Linked DNA regions of Ovis aries: region 2 is linked to region 1. The links are chromatin contacts, called in public Hi-C maps. All regions are on one chromosome and are shown on one strand. Each heading gives the region's core, a stretch centred on a gene start, on an enhancer-like site or on the middle of the called end of the contact. The rest is flanking DNA. Distances are from core to core; before and after follow the strand shown.

What was found. A called contact is a pair of places that touch in the nucleus more often than the background predicts.
Region 2: a Hi-C map of hypothalamus shows a contact between it and region 1, with 3 times the contacts expected there. The contact joins the promoter of AP2A2 here to the enhancer-like site in region 1. A contact is called at or near these places in 4 of 16 Hi-C or Micro-C datasets (hypothalamus, liver, muscle and 1 more).

What each region holds. Positions count from the first base shown.
Region 1 is chr21:46,753,332-46,756,456 of ARS-UI_Ramb_v3.0, forward strand. No RefSeq gene overlaps it. Among named protein-coding and RNA genes, the nearest start is that of MUC2, 17 kb to the left of the region's middle. Within about 2 kb of position 1,265, at least 26 of the 54 cell types and tissues checked have an H3K27ac peak or open chromatin away from gene starts, as enhancers often do. A contact at or near this core is called in hypothalamus, liver, muscle and 1 more, where this site is marked.
Region 2 is chr21:46,868,699-46,871,714 of ARS-UI_Ramb_v3.0, forward strand. AP2A2 (adaptor related protein complex 2 subunit alpha 2) reads right to left here and starts at 1,661. Exons shown (of 22, transcript XM_060404169.1): 1 at 1,473-1,661. The coding sequence starts at 1,539.

The sequences.
Region 1 (3,125 bases), core at 15-2,514:
GAGATGCAGACACTGGGGCCTACCTCTCCAGCCACAGGTAAGATCACTGGGAAATTACTTCCTCCAAGCTCGTCTATGGGCTGGGGGGGTGGGGGGCGGGAGGAGGGAGCAGCGTCCACACCTACCCAGTAGCACCCCCCAAGCCCCTGCAAGTAGCTCCCCCAGGCAGCCTGCAGGACACCAAACAGCTAGGCTAACGGGGGGACGGGGCAGGGTGGGGGGGACAGGGCAGGGAGGGGGAGCTTGGCATAGCCGTGGTGAACTTGGAGAGTTCTCTCAGCCGTGGAGAGCTCCATCCTAGCGCCCCTGATGCTGGTGAATGTGTGGGAAGAGGGGTCTGGAACCGGGCCCTCCTGGGGTTCCAGGTCCTCCCCAGGTCCTCCCAGGATCTCCGAGCCAGCCCACTCTTTGCTTCCCGGGCACCCCCCGCAATGTGCTCTGCATACAGCTGGCACTCAGTAAAAGCTTGCAGTGTTTCTGTGGTGGAGGGCGGTTCCATCGCATACTGTGGCGCTTCAGGGCCCTGTGTGGGCTGCCGCCTCCTGCCCCCACCTGCACCCTCCTGCCAGAAGGTGGCCTTGGGAGGGGCGGGGTCCTGGGGGTGGTCCCCCCAGACTCAGGCAGAACGTTAGGCTGGGGTGCAGGGGCAAGGGGTGCTGTCCCCTTGGGGCCTGCAGGGACCTGGCAGCAAATGGGGGTCAGCTCTGAAACCACACATCACCGTGGAGGGCCATGAGCAGCCTAGAGGGTTGGAACAAGCCTCCTGTATCTGGGGTCTGGGATCTTGGCAGCAGCTGCCCCTTCTGCACGTCACAGGGATGGGCTGGGAGTGGGCGGGAGCCTGGCACAGCCGTGGAGAACTGGCGACCACCAGGTCCCTCGGATCAGGTCCAGCGGAGCGCCACCTCCCACCGCGGAGCCCCGCACAGGCCCTGCCAGGCCCCGAGGTCCCAGGAGCCAGAGGCCCCAGGGCCCCCCAGAGCCACCTCGTCGTTGCCCACTGCAGTGCTTCCTCTGGGCGCTCCCGCAGCCAGACGTGCAGGGAGCTCACCGCCGCCCGCCCCAGCCCGGCCCAGCATCCCAGGCAAGCGCGCGCCTTGATCAGCGCGACCGGAGCAAGGTGGCAGGCGCGGGAGGCACCGGGGATGCAGACGTTGGCCAGCAGGTGGCGCGCGTCGCCCGCACAGCCGCCCAGAGGGAAGTCTGCGCATGTGCACTCCTGCGCCGGGGCGTGGGCGGACCTGATCGGGGGCGTGGCTCAGCGAGTGAGTCACGCCCCCTCGGACTCCTCCCCGCGTGGGCGTGGCTTGAGTGGACCTCGCCCTCCCGGAGATCCGCGGGGTCTGCGCCGGCCTCAGGGCCCCCGCAAGCGGGTGCGGGGTCAGTCCGAAGGCGTCTCGCCGTCCCCTGACCCCGCCTGTCTCCGCATCGCGGCGCTGTGCCAGGTGAGCAGCGCGTGCCGCGGAGTCAGCGTCCAGCTTGCGCGGCTCACAGGCTGGACTGGAGGGAGCTCTGCCTGACCTTGGGCAGGTCACTGGCCTCCGCGCAGTGGGGGCTGGGAATCATCAGTCGCTCTAAGCATCACACCTGCTGGGGACCCTTCCCCAGCTGACCAGCCCGCCCTGCTGCTCTGGCCCTGGGCCCTCCCTGCCCGGCCCTGCCCCACAGAGGGCCGCCCACCTCTGCGCCTGCGCAGGGAACCAGGTGGCAGCCTGCAAGTGCGGGGGAAATGGACAACCCGATGGCCTCCGTCCTCCAGAGAAGAGCCCCCACCCGGTGGTCCTGGGGTTCTGCCTACAGCCTCAGTCCCCACCCTTAGAGGGCCCTTTGCAAACAGACTACCTGGAACCCACCTGGCCTAAACCCCCAGGGGAGCCAGGGGGCAGGACGGAGGCAGCAGGGCCCGCACTGCCGGCTGGTCCTCAGGGCAGGGGCTGTGTGAGGGTTCAGAAGTGCCCAGAACGACCGCCCCAGCTCTGGGGCTGGGAGGAGGTGGGACCCTGCCTGGAGTTGGCCACAACACCGCCCCCTCCTGGACGGCTAGAATCTGTCCCTGCTTCCCCCAGAGAGGAGCCTGTCCTCCTAGGCGTGGCCGCGTGTCCTTGGCATAGTGACCATACAGAGAGCCCCTGATGCCCTGCCTTCCCATGGTGGGGAGCGCAGCCTTCAGTGGTGACCCCCCAGGAGGGGTGACCCCCCGGGAGGCCAGGGCTGGAACCAGAGCCAAGTCTAGGTGACGCAGTGTGGTGGGAGCGGGCCTCAAGGAAGCGGATGTGGCCTTTGCACCAGCAGATTACTGAGCCAGGTGAGCAGGAAAGTCAACAGAAAGCTCTCAAGGAGCAGCTGAGGGACCTGCCCTGCCTGTCACCCATGGGTCAGCGTCACCCCAGGGGCAGCCGCACAGGGATGGGGCCCGGTGGGCAGCACTGGACTCCAGGCAACCCCACCGACCACAGACATGCGAGGGGCAGGGCCTGGCATGGGGCTGCAAGCGTGGGCTGCGGCAGCGGCTACCGCCACATCCGTTACTGTGGGTGAAAGGACCCTTGATCCACAAGTCATGAGTGCTTGGTGAGGCTGTACCCAGAGGGCAGGGGGGCGGCTCAGGCCAGCAAGGCCCAGGCCTGGGGGTGCCATTCATCTCAGTGATGCTCAGAAGGAGGTGCGAGGACACTCCTCCCCAGGGGTGGTCCCCCAGCAGGGGCGGGGACAGTGCTCCAGCTCAGAGGGTGAACCCACAGCCTCTGGAGGCCCCCAGCAACAGCAGGCAGGACCCCTGAGATGGGCCTCTCCTGTGCGACAGGGGCCCAAGGGGTCTACGGGATGGAGGGTGCAGGCAGATCTTCGGGAGGAATGGGTCTGCCCCCGGCTCCCCAGAAGATGAGGAAAGCATACAAAGTAGCCCCCAAAGCAGAGTCTCCAAAGGGCAGGCGGCCCCTCTGAAGATGCACGCACGGGGGGAGGCGCTGACCCCAGCCTCAGCGGGGGCTGGACATGCAAGTAGGGTCCTTACAGACGCAACTGCTTCCGGTGAGTTCACACCGAAACAGGTGGGCCCTCGCCCACGTGGCGGTGTCCTCATAAAAAGAGGGGGCATTTGACTCAGACACACACACGGAGAACGC
Region 2 (3,016 bases), core at 411-2,910, 120 kb after region 1:
GTAAAAAATGAGAACTAAAACCAGATAAGAAACTGGTTTTGTGCATTTTATTTTTTTAATTAAATAAAAGGAAAAGTGAAGTCGCTCAGTCGTGTCCGAATCTTTGCGACCCCCATGGACTGTATAGCCTCCCAGGCTCCTCCACCCATGGGATTTTCCAGGCAAGAACAGTGGAGTGGGCTGCCATTTCCTTCTCCAGGGGACTTTCCTGACCAAGGGATCAAACCCTGGTCTCCCGCAAGCAGACTCTTTACCGCCTGAGCCACCAGGGGAAGCCCAGAGGGAACATTACCTGAAAGTCAACAGGAGTTTCTGCGCACCAAAGTCAAATGTATCGGCAGGGCAAGGGTGCGGCCCCGCCTCCAGCCGGGCCCACCTGTCCGCATGGAGTTTCCCACTCTGTGAGGGGCACATGTCGCTGAAAACTCGGTCCCTGACCAAAGACAGTGGGCAGAGCAGCATTTCCCCGAGGCCATCCCGCGCCACCGCCTGGGGCCGATTCCCTGGGAGCGAATCACTTTAATCAGGGCCTAACAGGCCGCCAGGACCCAGGTCAAGCAGCTGCTTCCCCGCAAGACGCGGGTTTCGCTACTCCCACTCCCAGTGAAAAGGCTCGCTATTCTGGAAAACGCTGGGTTAGATGCTCCGTTACTAGAAAGACCGGCCGACTGCTCGGGGTGACATCATGCTGGGGAGGGGTGGCTTCGCTAGAAGCCCCTCAGCAGAGCCAAGCCCCCTGCGCGGGTGCTGAACGCTGCCCGCACCCCGGACCCAGCCCCAACCCCAGGTCCCCTGCCCTCCAAGTCCACGCCCCGGACTGCAGCCCCAACCCGAGGACTCCCGCCCGCCAGGTCTGCGCCGGGAGCCCAGCCCCAACCTCAGGACCCCCGCCCTTCAAGTCCTCGCCCGGGACCCCAGCCCCCAAGCCCAGGACCCCTGTCCTCCAAGTCCGCGCGCCCCGGACCCCCGCCCGCCAGGTCCGCGCCCCGGACCCCAGCCCGCGACCCCAGGACCCCCGCCCGCCAGGTCCGCGCCCCGGAGCCCAGCCCCCGACCCCAGGACCCCCGCCCGCCAGGTCCGCGCCCCGGAGCCCAGCCCCGACCCCAGGACCCCCGCCCGCCAGGTCCGCGCCCCGGACCCCAGCCCGCGACCCCAGGACCCCCGCCCGCCAGGTCCGCGCCCCGGAGCCCAGCCCGCGACCCCAGGACCCCCGCCCGCCAGGTCCGCGCCCCGGAGCCCAGCCCCCGACCCCAGGACCCCCGCCCGCCAGGTCCGCGCCCCGGACCCCAGCCCGCGACCCCAGGACCCCCGCCCGCCAGGTCCGCGCCCCGGAGCCCAGCCCGCGACCCCAGGACCCCCGCCCGCCAGGTCCGCGCCCCGGAGCCCAGCCCGCGAAGGCCAGTGCCGGCCAGCCCCTCACCCCGGCCTGCGCCCCCGCCCCCCGCAGGCCGGCCCGGCGCCCAGCCACTCACAGTTGCGGATATCCGAGATGAACACGGCCAGGCCCCGCATCCCGTCCCCCTTCGACACGGCCGGCATCTTCGGGCCCGGGGAGCGGCCTGGGCTGGCGGGCCCCGGGAAGGAGAGGGCAGCGGGCCGCAGGAGCGGGAGCCGGGAGGAGCCGCCTCAGCCCAGTCGCCTCAGGCTCCAGCGCCGCTCTCGGGGCCGCCGCGCGCGCGCGCACGCACGCACGCTCGCTCGCGCGGCGACCGACGGCGGCCGGGGCGCGGGGGCGAGCACGTCGGCGGCGGGCGCGCACGGCCGGGCGGCGGCCCCGGGAGGCGCGCGCCGCGGGAGGGGCCCGGCGGAGGCGGGGGTGGGGGGCGCCGGCCTCCGCCGCGCAGGATCCTCCGCGCCCGACCCCCACGCGGGGAGCCCCACCGCCAGCCGCGCCTCCGCCCACCGTCCCTCCGCCCTCCCCGCCCGGCTCTGGGGCCGCCTGCCGTCGGCCTCCCGCGGGGGACCCGTCCCCATCCAGAGCTCTGGGGCCAGCTGCCCATCACCCGGCCGTCCAGAGCCGGCCCGTCTCTTTACAAGGGGGAGACAGCCCTGAAGAGACAGCGTCCCCCCACCCCTTGACAGCGCCGGGGGACCGGGCTCAGTCTTGAATCCAGCTCCGTGGTGACCAACCGCACCCTTTGCCGCTGTTGCCGCCACCCACCTCCGCAGCCTGGGGAGGTGGAGGCAGGACCGGGGCCCAACCGCAGTGCACTGCAGGGGCCTTAGCAGGCAGACACCCCAGGAGTTTGTCTGGAGAGCAGGTGGCCCCACCAAGCTGTCCTTCACGAAGTGGGATGGCCTCTCTCTCTCCAGAGAGGTTCCAGAGCCACAGCCCAGACCCACCCCGGCTCCCTTCTCAGTAAGAGGCTGGGCCCCTGATGGACCCTGGCTAGGAGAAAAAAGGGACAGGGCCCCTTCCATGGACCAAGGACCCAAGCTCTGGTCCTTTGGGACCCCTGGGGGAAGCCAGAACCTGTGGAGACCCGAATCCATATAAGGCAGCAATTTCACCACCTTCCAAAGCTTTCAAAGGGCTGGGCTGCCGAGGGCTTCCTGAAGGAGATACCCTCTAGGGCCTGTTTCCCCAGGGGAGGAGATAACCCTACCGTAGCCAGGCCTGGGGACTCAGGTGAGGAGACCATGACCCACCCCCGGCCGCCACTCACTGGGCAGGGCAGTGCCAAGAGGCTGCAGGGGCTCATGCGTGGCGTGGACAGATGGCAAACTCAACCCACAGTGGAGGGGCTTCTCGGAGGACAGGCTTAGAGATGGACAGCCATCACACCTCTCTCAGTGCTGACCCTGGGCTTCCTACACCTCCTGGGATCCCTGTACATGTGTGTGTATGTTGGTGGGGGATCGGGGTGGGAGAGTTGGTGTCCAGAGACTGCTGGGACATGCCACTGGCCGTGAGAAAGACCCCTGCCCCCTGGCCCCTGCCCCCTGCCGTGCCTTCATCTGCCCTTCAGGCCACTCAACCTTTCGGCAGCATGCAGTGCTCCCTTTCTTGGACTGT